Regions from separate parts of the Pan troglodytes genome. Here region 2 is linked to region 1. Evidence: chromatin contacts called from public HiChIP or PLAC-seq data. All regions are on one chromosome and are shown on one strand. The core of a region is the stretch at or near the end of the contact, and the rest is flanking DNA. Distances in the headings are between cores, read along the strand shown. Region 1 holds the start of ZSWIM1 (zinc finger SWIM-type containing 1). Region 2 holds the start of PCIF1 (phosphorylated CTD interacting factor 1).

What was found. HiChIP or PLAC-seq counts read pairs in DNA pulled down with a chosen protein or histone mark.
Region 2: a contact with region 1 is called in an H3K4me3 HiChIP or PLAC-seq map of stem cell-derived excitatory neurons, with 2.6 times the contacts expected there. The contact joins the promoter of PCIF1 here to the promoter of ZSWIM1 in region 1.

What each region holds. Positions count from the first base shown.
Region 1 is chr21:52,146,452-52,151,900 of NHGRI_mPanTro3-v2.0_pri, forward strand. It overlaps ZSWIM1 (zinc finger SWIM-type containing 1), which reads left to right and starts at 1,252. Exons shown (of 2, transcript NM_001251838.2): 1 at 1,252-1,304; 2 at 2,574-4,092. The coding sequence starts at 2,634. The coding sequence ends at 4,091.
Region 2 is chr21:52,197,671-52,203,145 of NHGRI_mPanTro3-v2.0_pri, forward strand. It overlaps PCIF1 (phosphorylated CTD interacting factor 1), which reads left to right and starts at 3,165. Exons shown (of 17, transcript XM_514687.8): 1 at 3,165-3,669.

The sequences.
Region 1 (5,449 bases), core at 2-2,501:
GCCTACTGGGTTCAAGCGATTCTGCCTCAGCCTCTTGAGTAGCTCGGATTATAAGCATGTGCCACCACGCCTGCCTAATTTTTTGTATTTAGAGATGGGGTTTCACCATGTTGGTCAGGCTGGTCTTGAACTCCCGATCTCAGGCAATCCACCTGCCTCAGCCTCTCAAAGTGCTGGGATTAAAGGGATGACCTACTGCACCCAGCCCAATAACATTTTCGATGCGTAAGTACCAACACTGATTTGATGTTGCTAGTTGGTAATCTTAATCCTCCAAGGCCTGGTAAACACCCAGTTTTCTAAGTCTGCCATCTTCAAGGGAACTGAGGACAAGAGACCAGTCAGTAGGCCCTTGCACTACTGTAGTAGGACCCTAAGTAAGTCATGGCATCATTCTGTAGAATACTGGAGGGGGTTGGGCTAGAGAATGCCAAGTTTTGGCTTGTTTAAGGGGATCTGGATTTCCTCAGCTCTAAAAGTTGGGCTCCTGATCCCCGAAGGAGGAGTAGAATTTGAGACCTGGAACTCAGTTTCCCCATAAGGTAGAATATGCGTTACGACTATATATGCACTGTTTCCTAAACTCCAGGGGCTTTAGAGTTACACACACACACACACACACAACAAAACAAAACCCGTGGTGGCTCACGCCTGTAATCCCAGCACTTTGGGAGGCTGAGGTGGGCGAATCACGAGGCCAGGAGTTCGAGACCAGCCTGGCCAACAGGGTGAAACCCCGTCTCTACTAAAAATACAAAAAATTAACTGGGCGTGGTGGTGGGTGCCTGTAATCCCAGCTACTCAGGAGGCTGAGGCAAGAGAATCATTGCTTGAACCTGGGAGGCGGAGGTTGCTGTGAGTCGAGATCTTGCCACTGCACTCCATCCCAGGCGACAGTGCGAGACTCCATCTCAAAAAAAAAAAAGAAAAAGAAAAAATATATATATTATATATAACTGCTATTTATTTTCCTTTTCATTTTCTGCTTTTGAGGGGGTTTCCATAGTAACGTGTCCTTCCAGTCGCCTAGCCTGAAGGGAGGCCCCGGAGCTCCAGCTTCAAGGCTCAGCTCTCCCAGATGCAAGTATCTTTACCTCCAGCCAGCTCCTTGTAACCCTGGCAACACGGCCCTCCCGCGAATCGTCACGCTACGATTGGTCCGTGGCGCTAAAGCCTGAAAGCGAATTCCTCAGACATTGGTCCGAGTCACTGCGATGCTGACGCTGTGGTTGGTGAGTTTGGATGTCAGTCAGAGTCGGAGGCAGGGTCAAATAGGGAGAAATGGCGACGGAGCCTGGCTGTGGGTGAGTGCTTCCTGAAGGGGTGGAAGTGTGAGACAGCGGATCACCGCAGTTAGCCGTCACACAGCTCCCAAAGGGATGGGAGGAAGGTTTTCTTCTCATCTGGCTCCAGCTGGACTCTGGGAACGTCAGACATCCACATCTCCCACCCAGGTTAGAGGTGAGAGGTCAAAGGCCGTATTCCCTCTGTTGGTTTTTGGACCCCAGGTACTGTGGACAGCAGTCAGGATCCCGAACCAGACTCAACTTTCAGCTACTTACAGAGTAATGGTGGGCAAGTCACTTAGCTTCTTTGAGCCTTAATTTATCATCTGTAAAATGAGGACAGTAACTCGGTCTGGGGCCAAATAGAGGAAACAATGGAATAGAGTATTGCTGCTAAAAGAGGGATATAGTAGAGGCAGGAGAAGCTATGCACATTTGTTAGCCATATTTTATGGTGGAAGGGATTGAGGCTCAGAGAGGGTCATTGACTTGCCCAAGATAACACAGCTAGTTTGGAGCAATTGCAGTTCTCTTATACATACCAGGACCAAAGGAAAGAATGGATGCCAATCAGTCATTTATAAATATAAAATCGTATTTTTATTTTATTTTATTTTTTGAGACAGAGTTTCACTCTGTCACCCAGAGCTGGAGTGCAGTGGCGCAATCTCGGCTCACTGCAACCTCAGCCTCCTGGGTTCAAGCAGGTCTCCTGCCTCAGCCTCCCGAGTAGCTGAGACTACAGGCATGGGGCACCACACCCGGCTAATTCTTTTTGTATTTTTAGTAGAGACGGGTTTTTACCATGTTGGCCAGGCTGGTCTCGAACTCCCAACCTCAAGTTATCTGCCCACCTTGGCCTCCCAAAGTGCTGGGATTACAGGTGTGAGCCACTGCACCTGGCTAGAATGCTATTTTTTTAAAAGGCCGTATGCAGCTCTGGCCATACCTATTTAAATCCCCTGGAACCATATCTTTCCATAGCTAACTTCTTATCATTTAGATTTCAGCTCCAATGTCATCCTTCTCCCCTGAGAGGCCTTCCATTACCACTTTAACTAAAGTATCCCTCCCTTCCCCAGCTTACTCTCTGACATGTTACTCAGGTTTATGGTCTTTGTAAGCTTCATTATTGGATATGTATTTGCTTATTTGTTTACATGTTTATTGTGTATCTTCCCCTAGAACAGTGCTGACATATAGTAAGTGTTCAACAAATATTGTGTGGATGAATAATTGAAGAGCCAGGTCCCTGCTGTCTCCTTAAACCTCTGTTACTCTCCATAGGCCCATCTTTGGAAAAAAGATCTGGGAATGATTGTCTAGCCTCCAGCCTCAGCTTACTTGATGCTTGAGAGACTCAAAGCCCCGTGGTCAGCTGCCCTGCAAAGAAAGTATTTTGACCTTGGCATTTGGACAGCTCCCATCTCTCCCATGGCCCTGACAATGCTGAATGGGCTCCTGATTAAGGACTCAAGCCCACCTATGCTGCTGCACCAGGTTAACAAGACTGCCCAGTTAGATACCTTCAACTACCAGAGCTGCTTTATGCAAAGTGTCTTTGACCATTTCCCTGAGATCTTATTTATCCACCGGACCTATAACCTAAGGGGTAAGGTCTTATATACCTTCCTGGTGGATGGACCTCGGGTGCAGCTGGAGGGTCATCTTGCCCGAGCAGTCTACTTTGCCATCCCTGCCAAGGAGGACACTGAAGGCCTGGCCCAGATGTTCCAGGTATTCAAGAAGTTTAATCCAGCATGGGAGAGAGTCTGTACCATCCTGGTGGATCCTCATTTCCTTCCACTGCCTATCCTAGCCATGGAGTTCCCCACAGCTGAGGTCCTTCTCTCAGCCTTCCACATTTGTAAGTTCCTCCAGGCCAAGTTCTATCAGCTGTCCCTTGAACGGCCCGTGGAAAGGCTGCTCCTGACCTCCCTGCAGAGCACAATGTGCTCAGCCACAGCAGGCAACCTGAGAAAGTTGTATACACTCCTGAGCAACTGCATCCCTCCAGCCAAGCTGCCCGAGCTTCACTCACACTGGCTGCTCAATGACCGCATCTGGCTGGCTCACCGCTGGAGAAGCCGAGCTGAGAGCAGCCGCTACTTCCAGAGCCTCGAGGTCACCACCCACATCCTCAGCCAGTTCTTTGGTACCACCCCATCTGAGAAACAAGGTATGGCTTCTCTGTTCCGTTACATGCAGCAGAACTCTGCAGACAAGGCAAACTTCAACCAGGGCCTGTGTGCCCAGAACAATCACGCTCCCTCAGACACCATCCCCGAAAGCCCCAAAGTGGAGCAGCTGGTAGAATCCCACATCCAGCACTCCCTCAATGCCATCTGCACAGGGCCAGCAGCCCAACTGTGCCTGGGCGAGCTTGCTGTGGTCCAGAAATCCACACACCTCATTGGCTCTGGCTCAGAAAAGATGAACATACAGATCCTGGAAGATACCCATAAGGTGCAGCCCCAGCCCCCTGCCAGCTGCAGCTGCTACTTTAACCAGGCCTTCCACCTGCCCTGCCGCCACATCCTAGCCATGCTCAGTGCCCGCCGCCAGGTGCTCCAGCCCGACATGCTGCCGGCTCAGTGGACGGCAGGCTGTGCTACCAGTCTAGACAGCATCCTGGGCAGCAAGTGGAGTGAGACCCTGGATAAGCACCTGGCAGTGACTCACCTCACCGAGGAGGTGGGTCAGCTGTTGCAGCACTGCACCAAGGAGGAGTTTGAGCGGAGGTATAGCACCCTGCGGGAACTGGCCGACAGCTGGATTGGGCCTTATGAGCAGGTCCAACTCTGATTATTCTCGATGCCCAGAGATGCTCATGCACCTGTGCACACTCACATCCACCCATACACACACACACACACACACACACACTCCCTTACACTGTTGTACTTCCGTGGGCCCTCCTTCCAGAACAAGGACAAGGTTGAAGGGTCTTCTCATCTACCATGGCCTGCTGCCTAGCATGTGTCTAGCTCAATGAGACAGGAGTCAGCAAATCTTAATCTGTTTAGTTTACTCAGGTGGCCACATACAGTCTCTGTTGTATATTCTTGGTTTTGTTTTAATTTTTTTTTTCTTTTTTTTTTTTTTTTTTGAGAAGGAGTCTGTCTCCGTCGCCCAAGCTGGAGTGCAGTGGCGCAATCTCTGCTCACTGCAAGCTCCACCTCCTGGGTTCACACCATTCTCCTGCCTCAGCCTCCCGAGTATCTGGGACTACAGGCGCCCGCCACAACGCCCGGCTAATTTTTTGTATTTTTAGTAGAGACGGGGTTTCACCGTGTTAGCCAGGATGGTCTCGATCTCCTGACTTCGTGATCTGCCCGCCTCGGCCTCCCAAAGTGCTGGGATTACAGGCGTGAGCCACCGCACCCGGCCTGTTTTAACATTTTCATAAGGTAAAAACCTTTCTTAGCTCAAAGGTCTTTAAAAAAACAGGCAATCCAGCTGGGCATGGTGGCTCACGCCTGTAATCCCAGCATTTTGGGAGGCTGAGGTGGACAGATGACTTGAGGTCAGGAGTTCAAGACCAGCCTGGCCAACATAGTGAAACCCCGTCTCTACTAAAAATACACAAATTAGCCAGGTGTGGTGGCGGGGGCCCTGTAATCCCGGCTACTCGGGAGGCTGAGGCAGGAGAATCGCTTGAACCTGGGAGGCAGAGGTTGCAGTAGGCCAAGATCCTGCTGCCACTGCACTCCAGCCTGGGAGGGTGAGACTCCATCTAAAAAAAATAAAATAAATGGCAACCCCTGGTCTAAGATAAGAGATAAAACATCAGGCGGTGAGGTTGAGGTTTGGGGCTTGGTAGCAGTTGCCCCAGTCATGAGATGACTCACTTAACCCGTCTCCTTTAAGTGAGCTGGGCTGGGAGGCTTCCTACAGGGGAAGAGGCCCCTCTGGGGAGCTCTGGGGAGCTGACTCAGCCAGGCTCCCTGAACTTTTTTCCTTGTCCCATCCTGGGGTCAATAAAACTGAATGTTGCATATTCTAGCACTTGTCTAGTTTTTTTTTTTTTGTTCCATAGAAGGCAGTTTAGGGTATATCATGGAGAGAATAGACTTTAGAGTGTTATACAACATGTGAATCCTGGTTGGTTCCTTCCCTGCTTGATTTTTGTGCCTGGTTCTGCCTTTTACTAGCTATGAGAC
Region 2 (5,475 bases), core at 1,915-4,414, 53 kb after region 1:
TCAAAAAACAAAACAAAATTGGGCTGTGTGTGGTGGCTCATGCCTGTAATCCCAGCACTTTGGAAGGCTGAAGCAGGAGGATTGCTTAAGGCAAGGAGTTCAAGGTTACAATGAGCTATGAGTGCACATCAGTCTGGGAGATAGACTGAGACTCTGCTTCTAAAAAAAAGGGGGGTAGGGGTGGGAAACGCCAGCTCTTAAGGTAGTCATTAGAATGGTGAGAAGAGGTTGGGTTTTGTTTTGTTTGAGACGGAGTTTTGCTCCTGTCACCTAGGCTAGAGTGCAATGGTGTGATTTCGGCTCATTGCAACCTCTTCTTCCCGGGTTCAAGCGATTCTCCTGCCTCAGCCTCCTGAGTAGCTGGAATTACAGGCGCTTGCCACCATGCCCAGCTAATTTTTGTATTTTTAGTACAGATGGGCTTTCACCCTGTTGGCCAGGCTGGTCTCAAACTGCTGACCTCAGGTGATCCACCCGCTTTGGCCTCCCAAAGTGCTGGGATTACAGGCGTGAGCCACCGCACCCAGCTGAGAAGAGGCTGGTTTTGACATGCGGAAAGTGAGCAAAGGGAGAAGATGAGGCATGTATCAGGTGAAAAGCAGTGCTGAACACTGTGAGGTAGAGAAACCTTTAAGATACTTAACTATCCAGGCCGGACGCGGTGGCTCACGTCTGTAATCCCAGCACTTTGGGAAGCCGAGGTGGGCGGATCACCTGAGGTCGGGAGTTCGAGACCAGCCTGACCAACAGGGAGAAACCCCGTCTCTACTAAAAATACAAAATTAGCCGGGCGTGGTGGCGCATGCCTGTAATACCAGCTACTCAGGAGGCTGAGGCAGGAGAATCGCCTGAACCCTAGAGGCGGAGGTTGCAGTGAGCCGATATTGCACCACTGCACTCCAGCCTGGGCAACAAGAGCGAAACTCCGTCTCAAAAAAAAAAAAAAAAAAAAAAAAAAAAAAAAGATTGAACTATCCAGGGCAACTGTGTCCACTCAGACCAGTCACATCGCCTGAACCTAGATCCCTTCTTCACAAAACAGGGAGGCCAGAGTGGTTTAATGGAACCAGCCCTGCATTTTGGTGTTGAGAACTCCGGGCTTAAAATCCCAGTTTTGTTACTTGTTGATGGCTGTGTGAACCTGGACAATGACTTCGCCCCTGCCCCTCGCTCCAACCTGTTTGCTCATGGGCAAATTTAGGTAATAATTCACAGAATTCCATGATAAAACAGAAGACTAGGCACTTGGGATGTTTGGTATCTTGGTTATCAATTAAGAGAATCTGAACAATGAATGAGAAAATACTTTGAAAACATAAAAGAATAGATAAAAGGCCGGGCGCGGTGGCTCACGCCTGTAATCCCAGCACTTTGGGGGGCCGAGGCGGGCGGATCATGAGGTCAGGAGTTTGAGACCAGCCTGGCCAACATCGTGAAACACCGTCTCTACTAAAAATACAAATAAAACTAGCTGGGCTTGGTGGCGGGTGCCTGTAATTCCAGCTACTTGGGAGGCTGAGGCAGAATTGCTTGAACCCGGGAGGCAGAGGTTGTAGTGAGCCGAGATCGCGCCACTGCAATCCAGCCCGGGCGACAGTGCGAGATTTCGTCTCAAAAAAAAAAAGGGGGGTAACAATCACTACATGGTTTTTAAACTTTAGTGAAAGCGCGGGCTAGCTGGGGGGCATGAGCATGGAAAACTGGTTATCCCGTAGGTCAAGAGCGACCACGTAGTTTACTGCCCAAAGCAGTACTTTTTTTTGAGACAGGAGTCTCACTCTGTCGCCCAGGCTGGAGTGCAGTGGCGCGATCTCGACTCACTGCAACCTCTGCCTCCCGGGATCATGTGATTCTCCTGCCTCAGCCTCCCGAGTAGCTGGGATTACAGGCGCGCGCCACCAGGCCTGGCTCATGTTTGTAATTTTAGTAGAGACGGGGTTTCGTCGTGTTGGCCAGGCTGGTCTTGAATTCCTGACCTCAGGTGGTCCACCTGCGTCGGCCTCCCAAAGTGCTGGGATTACTGGGGTGAGCCACCACGCCCGGCCTAAAGCAGGGCAGTTCTGAAAAAGGAGGCAATATTAGTAATTATGCCAGGGCAGCAGGCATAAATCAAAGCTGGCCCCCCACCCTTCCAGAACTGAGACAGGGCCCAGGAGTCTGGTTTCCCATCAGGCCTCTTATCTGAACGGGAAGCTCTGCGAGGGCAGAACTGCTGTGCCTATATGGAGCTGGCTTATTTCTGGAGGGCTCAAATCTACTTGGAGCAATGCTCATGCCACTGTGAGATGATCACGGCTAACCGATTCAGCACTTAGGAAGCGCCAGGTATTGCGCTGAGGACTTCACATGCATCACCTGAGTTAATTCTCACCAAACCTTTATGAGGTAGGCGGATTTATTATCTTCCACTGAGGAAACTAAAATTTAAATTGGTTAACTCCTTCAAGGCCACACATTTGGGGTGGAGGAGCAGGGATTGAAATCAGATGAGGATCTGAACCCTCGTTCTCAATTACTACTCATATCGGTGCCTCCGTTTTTCTTGAGCGTCCGCCTGCCTGCCCCCACGCTGGCGTGCAGCCGGGACCATGGACATCTGAAAGGCTATTTAGCCGGGGTACCTACAGCCCCTGGCTCCACACAAGCGCCGGTCTGACAGCAGGTGGCAAGCTTTTCCTCCTCTCAAGCTAGCAATAGAAGGGCTGCTTGCTGGGGAGACCGGAGATGGGTGGAGCTACCACTCGGACGCCTGCAGGCTCCTACCAAAAAGAATCCTGCAGGGAGCCGGATGAGGAGCACCTCACAGCTGCCAGTTCCCTGCCAGGCTACCCGCTGTAGCTGGTTTGAGGGCTCAGTGAGGCTTTGAACTGCAACTAATGGCCACAGATGTCAATGTTGGAAAGGCCCTACAATGCATTTAGTTGATTTCCCAACTCTGCCGAAAGCCATCTCTATTACTTGCCCCCGAAGGCTAGTTTAAGTTGCTTCTACTCAAGAGCATTTACAGCTTGGGTTCGATGTATATGTAGCCCGGGCATGGGGCAGGGCTTCTTAACATTTGGACACCACGCAGCACAGAGGCCCAGAGAGGGAAAGAGACTGGCTGGAAGAGGCAGAGCCGCGCGGGTGCCAGGACCCAGGTCCCTCCTACGTCCGGAGCCTACGTCACCACGATGCCTCCCCTGGGCCGGCGGCAGAGCCCGAGACCCCCGCAGGTTCTAAGACAGCCCCACGCCCCCCAGTGCGCACGCTAAGTCCAACCCCGCCGCGCACCGCCCACCGCGAACATCCGGCTCCTGCGTGTGTGCTCGAGGGGGAAACTGAGGCGGGGGCGTGCCAGTGAATTCATTCCTTCCTCAGTCCACCCGCAGGCCTACAAAGCTGTCTCCCCTTGCTCAGCGCCACAAGGAACAGCAGGGACGGATGGGAAGAAGGGGAGGGGGCCGAAAGCAAGCTGGGTGCGAGGAGCCAGCCGACCCTGCCACACTCAAGATGGCGGCGCGGCCGCGGCGAGGTCCCTCAGAGGCGGTACCAGCGCATGCGCAGCGCGGAGTCCCGGCCCGGGACACAAGATGGCGGCAGCGGCGCTGGGGAGGGCGAGGCGGAGGCGGCAAAACGGGCGGTCGAGCAGAACGTGTAGCCGCGTCCCCTCCAGTCCGCTCCAGGCAGGTAAGAGTCCCAGGAAGCCATGGTCCCGCAGCGAGCCGCGCCAGGGTCTGGGGATCCGAAGCTGGGGGGCGGCGGCCCCTCCGGCGCTTTCTGCTCGGGACTGCCGCTTGCCCTGTCTCTGTTGCCGCCGCCATCTTAGACCCGCGGGTGGGCAGCCGCGCCGGTGGCCGAAGTGAGGGAGGTGGGCCCGGAGAGCCCGAGCGGAGCGGCCTCTAGGGCCCCTCCGCTGCTGCCGCCGCCACCGCCTTTGTGTCGGGCTCCGACTCTGAGTCGCCTCAGCCCGGGGGCGGGAGCGCGCGGCGGGGCGGGGGGCGGAGCCCGGGAGATGGGCCGGCGCGCGCGCGCGCCAAACAGCCCACCCTCGCTGGGGTAGGGGGAGGGGAAGGTGCGCGCGCGCGCGCTGGACCTCGCCTCTCGCCTTCGTGCGCCGTCGCGCCTGCGTACTTTGTTCGCCCTTTGACTCCTCCCTACTGGGCCGGAGAATTCTGATTGGTACATTGCGGAGATGGTCCCGCCCCACGTGCCTCCAATCCCGGACTCGGACTCTGGCTTTTGATGGGTTCTTCTGGTTGCGCAGATACAGTTGTTTATCCTTGAGCAGCGGTAATTCTCAAACTGCGGTATGCGTGGGGGTCGGGAAGCCACAGGATAAATAAAGACGTTATCTTAAGAGCAGTTATGTCTTACTGGGAGCGTACAATGCTGGACTCTACATATAACGGTCGAGTGATTCCGGTTTATAAGCCGGAAAGCAGAAGGGCCCGGAATCCGGGTCTGTCCAACCCAGGGGCTGGTACTTGGGCCACAGACCTGCTGCGCTCAAGTCACATAGGAAATTAAAAATGGTTTTAATTGCAAAAAATGGGTACATTTTTTCAAATAGTGTGAAAAAACGAGTCATCCTGTCTCCCAGTCACTCTTACGGTGCGTTTTAAAAATACAAATTCTTGTGTGCCTCACCTCCGTATTTCTGGCTTCTGAGATGCGCAGTGAGGCACAGGAGTCTGATTTTTTTTTTTTTTTTTTTTTTTTTACAAACTCCAAGATGATTCTGATGCACAGCTGGCTTTGGAAATACTGCAGTGTCCCCATTTAGCCTCACACTAAGCTGTGCCGCTTGTGCGTATTCTGCAAAGTTCATCTACCCGGTGCATCAATATCACAGGATGTTTCTTGGGGAAAATATTTTTCAATAAAGGCGAACAAGATGTGTCACATAATGTGTTTGCATGTTTTTATTTTTGCAAGACATTATTCAGAGCGTGTCTTTGACTTGCTGTGGGAGGCTTGGGATTGTGCCCCCACAGATCAGTGATAGGTATGTTTGTTGATTTTTCTCTGGTCTAAGGGTACTTTATTTTATTTTTTATTTTTATTTATTTATTTTGAGACGGAGTCTTGCTCTGTCGCCTGGGCTGGAGTGCAGTGGCGCGATCTCAGCTCACTGCAACCTCCGCCTCCCGGGTTCATGCCATTCTTCTGCCTCAGCCTCCCGAGTAGCTGGGACTACAGGCTCCCGCCACCACGCCGGGCTAATTTTTTTTTTTTTTTTTTTTTGTATTTTTAGTAGAGACGGGGTTTCACCGTGTTAGCCAGGATGCTCTTGATCTCCTGACCTCGTGATCCGCCCACCTGGGCCTCCCAAAGTGCTGGGATTACAGGCGTGAGCCACCGCGCCCGGCCTCTTTTATTTTTTAAGAGATGAGGTCTTGCCCTGTCACCCAGGCTGGAGCACAGTGGCATGATCATACTTCACTGCAGCCTCGAACTCCTGGGCTCAAGTGACCCTTCCACCTCAGCCTCCTG